Linked DNA regions of Mus musculus: all the other regions are linked to region 1. Evidence: chromatin contacts called from public promoter capture Hi-C data. All regions are on one chromosome and are shown on one strand. Each heading gives the region's core, a stretch centred on a gene start, on an enhancer-like site or on the middle of the called end of the contact. The rest is flanking DNA. Distances are from core to core; before and after follow the strand shown. Region 1 holds the start of Xrn2 (5'-3' exoribonuclease 2). Region 2 holds the start of Fkbp1a (FK506 binding protein 1a). Region 3 holds the start of Abhd12 (abhydrolase domain containing 12).

Region 1 (4,500 bases), core at 623-3,122:
TTTCAAAGTTCAAAACCACTTGTGATGGACTCTGGGGGAGGGGCTCAATGTAGCAAGCTGCCTGCTCCTATCCAACTGCCTATGAATTTGTGTTCATATAAGAACATAGCACAGCCGGGCGTGGTGGCGCACGCCTTTAATCCCAGCACTCGGGAGGCAGAGGCAGGCGGATTTCTGGAGTTCGAGGCCAGCCTGGTCTACAAAGTGAGCTCCAGGACAGCCAGGGCTATACAGAGAAACCCTGTCTCGAAAAACCAAAAAAAAAAAAAAAAAAAAAAAGAACATAGCACATCCCAGAGGACACAAACTCTTAAGAAGGGGCTATTTCCAAATAATATTCTTAAACACACACACACAAACACATATACGTGTACACACACATATGTGTATATATACACTATTCTAAAACTAAACATAGGCTAGCTACCTCTCTAAGCATTTAAGTTACCTCTACATTAGCATTTAAATGAAGTCATTAAACCATTGAGGAAGGGGCAACCTTTACTGCCTGACAAGCAGCAGAGAAACACTTTAGAGGTCTCTTAAGGTGAGCCTTTGTGATTGTGATTTGTCAGGCCTAGGGGGGATTCAGGGAAGAGACTTTCAAGCTTGAGCAAATGGGCAGATACCTCCCTCCTCTTTCTAGACTTCTTTCATATGCTGCAGGTGGGATGGGGGATATGACAGGGTACATTTGAAGCCACCAGAAAAGAAGGGATACAAATATCATGTTGGTTGAGAACAGAGGATTAAATGACCCTTGGTTAAAGTGAAATACAAGCAGTATGAATAAGCAAGCAATTTAGCTCTTTGATAACCCGTTATCTGTGTTACAAAAACAAAAAACCAAACCCCCCCCAAAAACGGTAGAGCAAGACCACAGGATGGGTGGAGTTGTTACACTGTGCCTGACTCAGGCAAACAATCACTGCCTCAAGGCCAGGCTGTTACTGCCCACATAGAAACAGGCTTCCTCAAAACAAGCCCCTTTTAGCTTTTTACTTTCCTGCCTGCTGCATGCACGTAATCTAATAAACTGCTTTTTCTGTTTGGAGAATATTTTTTACACTGGAGTCACCCAAATGACACGGCCAGCCAGCACAGAAGGCTCAACTGGTGATTAAATAAGAAAATTCTTTAGTTCCTTGCCTAAGCACATCACAGGTACTCAATAAATGCTAGAACGTGATATTAGCAAATTTTGGCTAGACTCTGCAACTGTTTAAAGTGACCTCGTTGGGCTGAGAGATGGCTCAGCAGTAAAGCGTTCATGCTGTTTTTCCAAAGTAGAGTTTGATTGCTGGCAGCCACAGCAGGCTGAATACTGCTGTTTGTAACTCCAGCTCCAGGGGATTTGAAACCTCTGGCCTCCACAGGTACCAGCACTCGTTCACAAAGCCACATGTACATATACACACATTGCGTAACTAAAAATAAATCTTAAACATATTTTTAAAAAGTTGCTTATGCAAAGCAGATTTTAAAAAAAAATTGCAAAACACTTGAGGATGCTTTTTCATAGTTCGGCCAGGCACAGCAGCATAGAAATGAGAGAAACCAGGAAATGGAAACTAGAGTGTAGATGCTTCTATTCAGCTCAAGACTGATTGTGAGAAAGGAAGTAAGATAGGCCACGCCTTTCCAAAGTCTCGGCCACACAAGGACTTTGCGGCTGCGGGCCTAATGTGGCCGGCGCTCTTGGCTGGATTGCCGGAGAAGGCATCCGCCAGGAGTCGGCTCTCAAAGGCTTTACCAGAGAACGCGGCGAGCCAGGTCTACAGCTCGCCCAGCCGGGCCTCCACTCCGGCAGTCTAAATGAACTTCCACTTAACCGAGCTCCTTTCCCTGCATCCCCCGCGGTGGTGGTATGACGTAACTTCCGGCCGCTGAACGCACGTGGGAGGAAGTGCTGGTGCCCGCGGCTGCCGCTCCTGCTAGTCTCGTTGGTTACACTCTCCCGCTGGCCCGGCTGCTGTTTCGAGCTGCCCGCTGGTCATGGGAGTCCCGGCGTTCTTCCGCTGGCTCAGCCGCAAGTACCCGTCCATCATTGTCAACTGCGTGGAGGAGAAGGTGAGGAGGCGGCCAGTACGCCGGAGTGGGGACCCGGCGTGGCAGGTCTAGGCCGAGGCCCTCGGGGATGGGCGCCCGCCCCAAGCTGCCTCACGGGCCGCTTCGCGGGTTCGCGGTTCCGGAGGCGGTCTGGGCGGAGCGAGGGCGAGTAGGGGGCTTTGGGGGCTTGGGCGGCTCCTCCCCCGCCTGCGAAGCGGGGCACCCCAGGCTCCGCCCACGGCTTTGTTCCCTCCGCGCCGCTCACTGAGCTCCAAAGGGCGCCCAGGCTAGTCAGCCCCCCTAGCGCGGGCAGCAAGGTTGGCAGGGTAGGGACCGCTGGTTGGTCCACTGTCTTGAGCCCGGAGTTCCCGTTGGCTGGATCGCTTGTTTTCCACCCGAGCCTGGCCATTTGTTGCAGTTAAGCGTGCGCGGGCAGCAGCTAGTTACGAAGGACTAGGCTAGGGGAGCGCTCTTTCTCCCTGGCGGGCTTTGCTGTACGAATGCCGGGCAGCTCGCTGTGTTTCACTTCCTGCCTCCGTTAGTTTGCTAGTTTACAGGCAGACTTTTAAGTCGTTCCGATTCGTGAGTGTTGCTTTTGTCGTTCGCGTAATTCTGTCGAGTTCGACTTTGTACTCTAAGTTAGAATTTCTGGATTGGAAAAGTTCCGGGCACATGTGTCCCCTCCCACTTTCGGCTTTAGAACCGCCTCTCTCCAAGAACCTATTTCTCCCGCTGAAGTTATTTACTTTCTCACTTCCTGTCTTAGAAGAAACCAAAAGCTTTGTTTTGGTGACAATCCTAGTATATTTTTGTGTTCTCCAAAGACAAATTGCTAAGCTGAACCATTATTTCTTTATAAACATTGTGTTCTCCTGGGGGGGGGGGGTCTTCCAAAGGGAGAGCCACTTTTTCGTAACAGACACTTTGAACTGTTTTGGTTGTGTCTCTTAATATGGTTAAGTTTGATTTATCGGTTTTAGGTCTATCTAATTTTGGGTAGAAGAGGAATTAGCTATTTATTCACCACCACCCCAGTTTTTCTAATGCTAATCCATAAATCTGACGGTAAAATTTGTAATTTAACGGAGAACTCGTTTAAACGTATATCGGGCCAAGGCGTGGCACATACTTTTACTCCCAGCACTTGGGAGAGAGGTAGGCTTGAGTTTTGGAGGTCAGCCAGATATACACAGAGTTCAAAGCAAACCAAGGCTTACGTAATGAGACCCTCTTGCAAAACAAACAAAAATTCTATCGCCTATACAAAGTATCATTTCTATTTCTAAGATTGATGTTATTTCCCCGCACCCCCCCCCCCAGCTGTTTAACTTTTTGGTTCCCCTGTACATTTTAGTTCTCATTCAAGATTGTCAAACCTTTGACCATACAAGCTTCGATAGAAGCAGTGTTGTTGGCTGTTTTTAATTGTGATTGTAGTTTAGGCTGTTTATCTTTTATTCGCGCTAGCTCCTCCCTTACCCCCTCCCTTTCACCCCTAGTTGGGTACACTTTATACCTTTCCCCATCCAAATTCTTTTATCAGGCATTCCGTCAAGTCCTTTTTTTTTTTTTTTTTTTTTTTTTTTGGTCCATTGCGCCTCTTTTTTTTATTAGGTATTTTCCTCATTTACATTTCCAATGCTATCCCAAAAGTCCCCCATACCCTCCTCCCCACTCCCCTACCCACCCACTCCCACTTTTTGGCCCTGGCGTTCCCCTGTACTGGGGCCATTGCGCCTCTTTTAAGTATTAATTTTTTAATTTTTTAAGTAGGATCTCCCTACTTAGCCACAAACTCCAGACCCTCAGACACAGGCAAGCTGGGATTGCCTGTATACTGCCACTCCCAGCCTGGAGTTGTCTTTATGTCTGTTTTCTTCACAGCACTTTTTTCAGTATGCTTCCTGGAAAGGTGCTTCTTGAGAATTACTCTTTGCTAAATAGCTCATCTTTCTTGGCTTAAATCTATCCTTGGTTTTTACGTTTGAATTGACTTTTTAGAAAATGCCACTGTGTGATCTGAGTTTTCTGTCATTGTAGGTCCCAAAATTTATTTTCTCCATGAGTATGAGTCCAAGCTGGAAAACCATTTCCCATGAAGATGTTGGAAACACTCTTTCCAGCTGTTATTGTTGATGAAAAGTCACATATTTTCTTTTAAGACAAGGTCTCACTGTGTTGCTCTGGTTGGCCTCAAATTTGACTGTCTCTAATTTCCCAAGTGCTGGGATTAAAGGTGCTGGCCCCTAGGCCTGCCAGTTTTGTGACATTTATTTAGCCAGGTTTTTGGTAGCATTTGCCATGTATCAGACCCTGTTCTGGGCACTGTATTGATATTATGGTGTTAGGTACTTATTTCGGAAAAGAAAGTTGTTTTTCAAGCTTTTGAAAATTTTCAATATTTTTGATAACCTATTCAGCTAACGTCAGTACCAGTGTGAAAACTGGGAA
Region 2 (4,500 bases), core at 959-3,458, 4.5 Mb after region 1:
TTGTGTGAGTACATATGTACGTGCAAATTTGTGTGTATGCCTATGTGTGGAGGTTGTGTTAATCCAAAAGATGGGAGGAGAATTAAAGCAGGCTTTTTTGTTTGTTTATAAAGGCTGCCTCTCCCCAAGGCAGAGTTTGAGATTGGATGTGAGGAAAAATAAGGCTTTCATAGCTCAGGGGTAGGGAATTTCCAGATGGGGGATTTGATGGGCAAAATATGTGGAGTTATAGGACCAGAGCAAACAAGTCAGCCCTCATGATCTCTTGAAACAAAGACATGGTTGCAAGATGGGAGTAACAAGGTAGTCATAGTCATAACAAGGTGGTCATATAATCTTTTGAAACAAGATGGTTATAAACAATTCTTTGAAACAAAGACATGACTGCCATTCCTGGAACAGGCAGTACTGAACTATTTGTAGTTAAGATTACAGGTGAGTCATAGCCCAATCCTTGAAAAACAGAAGTTTAATCATAAATAGGAATGGACCTCCTTTGTCTTTATGATAAGATGGCTTTTAAGCCTAAGATGGTTGCAGGCTGGATCTTCATTCCCTGCTTGTCTTCTGTGTCCCTGTGAAATCTTTGGTAAGGTCTTAGCATTCTTTATCTGGGTGAAAACAAAATTTGGAGCATATCAAATGATGAAATCATAAATTATACCTGTTTGGTTAGCATAGATAAAACCAATATTTTAAGGCCACATAATCTTGGTATGCCAATAAGTTCTTTAAGTACTTATTTTGTCTCCTTTGCCAGGGAGTTAGTTCCATTAGACCTAATATTCCGACCCTTTGTTGAGAACAAGAGATGTATTCTCCTCTAAACCTACTTCCTGCAAAAATTAGGATGCCACTGTTAGAGCCCAGTAAGGCTGGGGTATTACCCAAAGGCCAGGGTGGGCTAGGGTAGTGAGGTATTCATCCGAAGCTGGTTTGCTGACCCAGATGAAGAGACAGGAAGTATCACATCGACTAGACTGATTTATATCAACTTTCAGCAAGTCCAGGACTTTTTGGTTTTGTTTGTGGAGCTGTTGTGGTGTAGATCGCCTCTGGAGCAGTTTATAGTCCCTAGATTGGGATCTGACAGAACCAGAAACCAGATGTCACCAAAAAAAAAAACATTAAAAGTTTCTATGACTTACCAGAGGATGCCTCCATAAAATAAATACATATGTTTTTAAGGTGTTGGTGGGTTGGTTTTTGATCCTGCTGTCCAACAAACTGGAGGTGTGTGCTTTCTCCAAGGTGTGCACCCCTAAGGTACAATTCCTCAGTCCCAGAGGGCCAGAGGGCAGGATCCAGCTTCTGAATTTCTGAATTCAGCCTAAGATGGAGGCAGATTGGTTCAGCTGGACACGTGGTCTTTGGGAACGTGGTCTCTATGGTCTCTGTCTACCTCTTTTAATACAAGGTTTCTCACTGGCCTGGAGCTCACTGAATAGGCTAGACTGACTGTGTTCCTATCCTCAGCACTGGGGTTACAGGTCTGCACCAGCAACCCTGGCAGTTTTATTTTATGTGAATGAGTGTTCTGTCTATGTATCCATCTGTACACCGAGTATATGATTCCCTGGAACTGGAGGTAACAGATAGTTGTGAACTGCCGTGTGGGTGTGGGAATTGAACTCAGGAAGAGCAGCCAGTGCTTTTAACACCCGAGCCATCTTTCCAGCCCATTAAGTTTTTATTCTTTAAAGTACTGAAGGTATTCAAGCAAAACTCACAAGAGCCCCATACATACATATATGACTTTTTTCTTTTTGTTTGTTTGAGACAGGGGTTATCTTCCCTTGCTGCTCTGGAACTCGCTCTGTAGACTACACCAGGGCTGGGATTAAAGTCGTGCGCCACCACTCCCCTCTCTATTTCCATATATTTAATATATACGTATTCGTGGAAGAGTGGGCTTTCACGCAGGCTAGTGTTAATACTGACTCTTCCAAGAAGGAGCTCGGAACCTAGGGCCACTTACAGACGTTTCCTTGGTTCCACAGGTACAAGGCCTACTCACAGCTATCGTCCTTACAGGGCAATTAGTTAGGTGTGCGCAAGTAAAGCATCTCTGAGTGAGCTCGTCAGTAGCTGGTGGGCCCGTTATTACTGCGGCGTCTCCGAGGCGGAGAAACGCAGAGGAAAACCGGGAGTAGCCAACAGGACGCGCCTTCCGCCGCAGCTGCATCCGGGGGTCTGTGGCCTCCGGACTTCCGGTCCCTCCGCCTAGCTGCCCCGCTTCAGGGATGTGAGCGCCTCGCGCAAATAGGGCGGGGCGTGCCGTGCGGTGCGGTGCGCGTGCGCAGGAGCCACGAGAGGGACGAAGCCGAACCTCTGAACCGCCGCCAGGTCCGCTCCGGCTCCACGCCGCCCGTCGCGCCGCCACCCGCGTCCTTTTCCTCCTCCTCCGCCAACGCCGCCGCCGCCGCCGCCGCCATGGGAGTGCAGGTGGAGACCATCTCTCCTGGAGACGGTGAGTAGACACCCGCCGCCCGTTTCCCGGCCGCCGCTCGCAGCCACTCACCTGCAGTCTTGTCTCTCCTCAGGGCGCACCTTCCCAAAGCGCGGCCAGACCTGCGTGGTGCACTACACGGGTGAGTCGGACCGGCCGGGTGGGGCCGGGCGGGAGGGGCGGCGGCTGGGGAGTCGGGGCGTGGTGGCCGCGTGGCCGGCGGCCGAGGCCTGGGCGGTGGCCATGCCCCGAGGGACAGGCTGGGCCCGCCGCGCCGAACGGGACATGGGGTTGGCGCAGTCTCGTCCGCCCTGAACGGTGTGCGGCCCCGGATGCCGCAGGGAGCCTACTGTCCAACCGTAGAAACTGAGGCTGGGGCGAACTCATCGCCTGGCGGAGGTCACACGCTCCCGGCCAGGGACCCTTCGGGAAGATTTGAACCGTTTCTGAACCCCGATGGCTTGATGCCTTCTTCGTGCGTCGGGATTCTTCCTTCAGTAGATAGAAGGGGAGAAAATTCCTAGTCTGCCCAGCCACCCTTTCCCAGGGAAACCCTTGAATTCACCTTTCTGGGGCGGGTGGGAAACGACCCACTTGCGAAGTCATTATTGTGGCTTCACGTGCCCTCTCAGAAATAGATAATGCAATGTCTATTTCTCTTTGACCCACTTGCAAATCTCAGCCTCCATGGCAGTGATTTCCAGACCAAAGGATGTATACCATAACATTTTCCTTTCCCCTTTCTGGGAGTAGAGACTTTCTCACCCCCATTTTTAAAGATAAAGGAAACTGGGGGGTCGTGAATGCAGTGCACAGTAACTAAGTCAAAGGAGATTTTAAAGACGCGCATACTCAGCCAGAATTGAAGCATCAAGACTGCTGGCCCTGGGACCATTTTTTACTCCATGCCCTTACAAGGTCTTCCTGGGTTGGGGAGGGGGAGGGGGAGCTGACTGTGCCTTCATAGCTAGGCAGAGTGGTGTAGCCACAGCTGATATGAATCGGCTTCCCTCCCCCTCCTTCCCTTTCCCACCCTTTCCTTTGTCCCCCTCCCCATCCTTCCTCTGTTTCGTCTGCTTCTCCCTGCTCCCCTCCACTGTCACCACCCCCACCTTTTTTTTTTTTTCCTGCCTGATCTGGCCAAGCTGTTCTGGCTCAAGTTGCCTTTCTCTCCCTAATCAGGGGAGGATCCCGATCTTGAGGGAAATGACTTACAGGGAAGGGAAGACAAGACAGCCCGCTCACATCCTCCTCTCTGTGCCCCCTTACTTCTATGACTTCTTGAGTAGAGAAGCGGGCAGGAGATGGCAGAAGTTAAGGACTAGGACCTTTAAAAAGCTGCCAATGGAAGGAATATTGAAATACATCTTGGCAAGAACAGACTCTTCTCATGGACCAAATCGCAGTAGCTGTTGTGGTAAGACCAATCAGCACCTTAGTTTGGGAGGGCTAATAGAGGAACAGTCATCCGTTTAGTCACCTCTGAAAGCAAGTTGAAAAAGGATGCTGTTGCTTTTTAAAAAACAAACATGTGTTTAAGGCAGTTTTAATAGAGTTCCTCATTTGTGACCCCCCCCCCACTGTGAGATTATTTTCGTTGCTGGTTCATAACTAACTAATTTTGCTATTGTTATGGATCATAGTGTAAATATCTGTTTTCAGTGGTCTTAGGCAACCCTTGTGAAAGGGTCTTTGGACCCCCGATGGAGTTGCAACCCACAGGTTGAGAATGTGGGCACGTGGGCAGTTCCCTGCCTTCCTACAGCCCTCTTTAGCTTGGTTTGTGGCAGCCCTACCACAGTGCCTGGTTATATCTGTGTACGTCCCAGGCTGCCCATCATCCTTGCCTGCCTATGCTTCACTGCTGCTGAAAGCCAGGTACCGGCGTGTAGGCAGAAACAGTTTACTATGCTTCGTGGTGAACTGTTCCTATAAAGTGTCTGGAGCCTTTTCCTTAAAAAAATAAAAAATAAAAAAATCACCCCCCCTCCCAAACCAGATGACTATGGGACCCAGAACTCCTAATGCCTCTTCAAGTCTGTTCTCCATGC
Region 3 (4,500 bases), core at 1,322-3,821, 3.9 Mb after region 1:
AGGGCCATCAGAAGATTTTATCCACTTGCATGTCGCTACAAGTATCCAAAAAGAAGAGTTAAAAGAAATAAGCAAGGTCCAAATGTCTTAGGAGCAGGCAACCTACACTGACAGAGGTCACGATCAGTACTAATTCTTCAGTGCGGACTTTGGCTTTACCTGCTAGTTATCAACACACCCTCCGGCCAGCAACTCCACTTCTAGGAATTTATTCCGTAGATACTCACTTACTCAACGGGCTTTTTAAATTTTATTTGTTTGCTTGTTTGTTTGTTTGCTATCTCTTGGCATGCCCTGGGAATGCAGAGGTGGAGAGAGCAACCTACTCTCATTGCATTTCCATTCTTGTTGGGGAGGAGACAGGTAAAACAACTCAACAAGTATTCATGCGTTACAAAGTCAGGTAAGTAAGACGGTAAACAGGGCTGCGCTGGGCTGGCCTGAGTGAAGCGCCAGAAAGCCTGGCCAAGGCAACAGGGGAAAACAACTATGGAGTAATGGTCCGGTCCGATCTGGCCTTCCTTCATTATGCTTTATTCCCCCAAAGCCTCTGTTCATTCAGAGGATGTGGGCACCATCTGAATGATTCTCTTTGTACTACAATATCAATCAGGTCCTTTTAATGCAAGGAAGGTGTCAGAGCAGTATTCCTGCTGGCCTCCCAAACATGGCTGTACATAGCAATTTGATTTTTTTTCAACGAAAGAATTTCTAAGTTATCTAAGCTATATGCAAAGCATATGAATAAAAGTGCAATCGAATTATCAAGGGATTTTAAAGAAGGTAAACTTTTCTTAAGACAAAGTAAAGAGTACATAAGTCTTTCAAAAGATTGATCACCTGCTAGTTCATTTTTAATTACATGCTATCCATTTATTTTGTGTGCATGTATGTGAGGTGGTCTGCATGGAGGTCAAAAGCCAACTTATGGGAGACAGTTCTCTCCTTTCACCATTAAGTCACAAGAAGGATAGATCTCAGGTCATTAGGCCTGATGGCAGGAGCCTTCCCCAGATCAGCAATCTCACCCACGCTCTGGTAGTAAATTTTACCTACAAACAGCCAGTTCTGGTCTTTCTGCAAGATGGAGAATCACTGACTTAAAGATCTCGGTAGTTGAAGTTCATGATCTTTTAAGCACAGAGCTTCAAGCTCTGATTTTCTTTCTTGGGTAAATGTTTAACATATACAACAAACGATCAATTGATGCAAAAAGAAATGACTGCTACAACTCCTGACTTAGGAACATTGCAAACTAATATTTCTGGTCATACACTATCAAGGCTTCAAAACTGCCAACAGAGATAATAGTCTACAAACTATCAAATTAAGAAACCAGATAGAGGGAAAGAAACCTATTCCTATATAAAACAGGCTACTCAATTTTGAGATCAGCTTTACATAACTGCCTCTTCTCCATCCTAAAAGAAGGATGCAAGTCTAACTCACCGACCAATCCCAGAAGATTCCAGGACCTTACAGAGTAATTTTCAATGACCAATTCCTGTGCAGATTTCAAGTGCTTTGTAACTAACTACCTGCATAGACAACCACCAGTTCTCTCCAACAGCTGAGAATGGATGCATCCATCCATCCTTTCCTTTGGATTCTGAAAACGGCTTAACCCTTGAAAGGGGGTCGGTGAATGCAGCTCTGACCTGCGATTAGCTAGCGAAGGGAAGGACCAGACAGGAGAGTTGCTACTGAGCTCCATATACGGTCAAGGCAAAGCAGGTGAACTGGCTAAGAGCACTTGCAGGGTCTTTGGTCTTGCCGTTCACCCTGCGTGGTCCTCTTCTTAAGGGCAGCCTTTCAAACTCCTCGGGAGACTCTTTCCAGAGCCAGTCAGGAATACTGGGCCCCTGATTACTATGGACTCAACCACTAAGTATCTCTGCAGGCTAACCTGATAAGGATGCCAGCCAGGGTGCTGGGTGGGTTAGTGAGCAGCTCGTGGAGGGGGTGGGAGGGTGAGATGGGGGTTGAAGGAGAGCTCCAGAGGCAGATGTTTGGAGGAAAGAATGGGGTTGGACGGTCCCTGCGGGCCAGACGAGGGGAGGTAGTCTTTAGAAGGGTCGAAGAGGACGCCGGGAGGATGGAACCGTGTGATGCTCCCGCAGCAGATCTCTGAAGGTGGGAGCCTGGGACTACCTGCCCTCCAGGTGAGGGGCCCGCGCGTGTCTGCACCGCATCTCACCTGCCCAGCGCCCGCTTCATGCCCGCGTCGGATGCGCTGTGCGGCTCTGCCGTCCCCTTGCCCGCCAGACGCAGGTTCTGCTTCAAGCTGCAGTCGGCGTCCAGCGCCGCGGCGGCCGAGCCGGAGGAGGACGAGCCTGAGGCGGCGCAGCGCTCATGCTCCAAGGTGACGGGCTCGGTCCGCTTCCTCATCCCGCGGCCCTGTCGGCAGCAGCTCTCGGCGCCCTGGTTTCGCCCGCCCGCCTGCGCCGACCTCGCTGCAGTCGCCGCCGCTCACAGCCGTCACCACCCGGAGCCGGGAGCCCACTGCGGGTCACATCCCAGCCCCAGGCCGCGGCGCCCGCTATGGACCAGCGCCGGAGGCCGGTCGGCCACCGCGGCCAATCAGCGCACGAGTCCAGGAAGCCCCGCCCCAGACACGCCCCCGGCAGCTCCGCTTCACAAGCAGCGCGCCCAGCATCCCCAGCGCCAGCCACAGCCATCTTGGAGAAGGGCGGAATAAGCTGAAACTGCGGGTCATTTTCAGGGCAGGGCTAGTCTGAAGGGTCTTAGTGCGTTTACGAAACGGATTAGGGCCAGTTTGGATTCTCCTGCTGGGTTGCTTTAGGTGCAACTCAGGTGCCCTCTGCCTACGAACTGAGGCAGGCCCTATCTAAGATCTAAGTGGTCCGAATGGGGAGGGTGCTAGGGAGTCCTTGAGGGCACTAGCTCCGTTTGCTGGGCAAAATAGGCTCTCTCTACTCCCTCTTTAGGGCATTTGGCGCCCCTAAAAAGCTAGAGCCCCAGATGTTCTCTAGATTTGATATACTCAACAAAAAAGCTTTACAGAGAGAGAGAGACTCCAGTAGCTAATGTATTGTTTAAACAAGTTTATATTTACTTTTTTTTTTTTTTTTTTGTCTTTTCGAGTCAGGGTTTCTCTGTGTAGCCCTGGCTGTCCTGGAACTTACTTTGTAGACCAGGCTGGCCTCGAACTGAGAAATCCGCCTGCCTCTGCCTCCCATATATTCACTTTTTCTTTCGCTGAATGTAAGAAAATGAACTGCCTGCGTATGCTTTGAAGTCTTCTATTAAAGTTTGGATCTTCATAAGAACGATTAGGACTGGTAAGAAGGCAAGGAAATCCGTTTCAAAGAGGAATTTGCACTCTGACATCCAAATTTAATAATTCAATCCACCTGAAAAAAAATGAAAGGACACGTTGTAGCTTTTAATAGTTTTTGTTTTGTTTGATATAGCATGCATTTTACTAATGAGTTACTTTTGTAATTTCAACATGCATGTAATCAGTTTGAAAAATATTGGCAACTGATAAAGATTTAATAGGAACTTAGAAATGTAATGGATTATGTTGTTGCCTTTGTAATGATAGTTACAACTTGCAATTCAAGAATTTCTTTACCATTTTTGCTATATTATAACCTATGTTCATACTGTATGAATATCTACAGTCTTTAAAACATCAACAAAATAGTACTATAGATTTGAATATTCAAAAAGGAAATTAAATGCTTAAAGATAGTTTTGACCTATCAGTCATAAAATCTTTATAGAAAAACAAAAGAACAAATAGCCCTGGTAGGACATGCCTGAAGTTATTACAGAAGCTGACATCAGGAGGGTTGCAGATTGGAGGCCAACCCAGGCAATTTAGCGGCTTCTGTCTCAAAATAACACAAATAAAAAGAGCTGAATATAGCTCAGTGATAGCATTTCCTCAGTATACCTGAGGATTGGGGTTCCATTATACAGAGGAGGGGGGGGGGAGGAGGAAGAAGAGGAGGAGGGGAAGAACTGGAGGGAGGAGACAGAGAGGGTGTAGAGCTAGATTTTGTCAATATGATCCTTATCTCTTGGTCTCCTAATGTTTAAATATGCTTCCACACTGGGTACGCTCCCATTGTATCTCTGGGTCATACCCTTTCTAGATCTAAGGCTCTTTATCAAATGTTCTACTTCTTGTTGACGTCTAATAGGCACTCAACCCTCCTAGCTCATCCCCTTTCCCTCCCAAGAAATGAATGGGAACTCCATCCTTGGCTTTCTTGGAGTCAAGACTCTGGTTTCATCCTTGATTTTTCCTTTTTTTTTTCTTTTTTTATGACACCACACCCGTCATCAAGTTTTACATCAGCCCTGTATCAAAAATCCAGCCTCTAACCAGTTCCTATCTCCTCCACCAATCCCCACCTTGGACCAAACAAACAGCCATCATTCCTCACTTGGATTTCCTTAAAGGTCTAAGAGGCCTCTTGCCTTCACTTTTGTTTTGCTTCCTTCTGTCTAACATCTGCCACAGAACTG

The links. Promoter capture Hi-C pulls out the DNA fragments that hold promoters and counts their contacts.
Region 2: a promoter capture Hi-C map of pre-B cells shows a contact between it and region 1. The contact joins the promoter of Fkbp1a here to the promoter of Xrn2 in region 1. A contact is called at or near these places in 2 of 39 promoter capture datasets (cranial neural crest and pre-B cells).
Region 3: a contact with region 1 is called in a promoter capture Hi-C map of pre-B cells. The contact joins the promoter of Abhd12 here to the promoter of Xrn2 in region 1. A contact is called at or near these places in 2 of 39 promoter capture datasets (liver and pre-B cells).

The regions. Positions count from the first base shown.
Region 1 is chr2:147,011,127-147,015,626 of GRCm38.p6, forward strand. It overlaps Xrn2 (5'-3' exoribonuclease 2), which reads left to right and starts at 1,873. Exons shown (of 30, transcript NM_011917.3): 1 at 1,873-2,070. The coding sequence starts at 1,996.
Region 2 is chr2:151,540,275-151,544,774 of GRCm38.p6, forward strand. It overlaps Fkbp1a (FK506 binding protein 1a), which reads left to right and starts at 2,209. Exons shown (of 5, transcript NM_008019.3): 1 at 2,209-2,470; 2 at 2,544-2,591. The coding sequence starts at 2,434. It overlaps Gm14167 (predicted gene 14167), which reads right to left and starts at 2,197. Exons shown (of 3, transcript NR_166213.1): 1 at 1,979-2,197; 2 at 1,149-1,330; 3 at 452-611.
Region 3 is chr2:150,902,160-150,906,659 of GRCm38.p6, forward strand. It overlaps Abhd12 (abhydrolase domain containing 12), which reads right to left and starts at 2,572. Exons shown (of 13, transcript NM_024465.3): 1 at 2,198-2,572. The coding sequence starts at 2,388.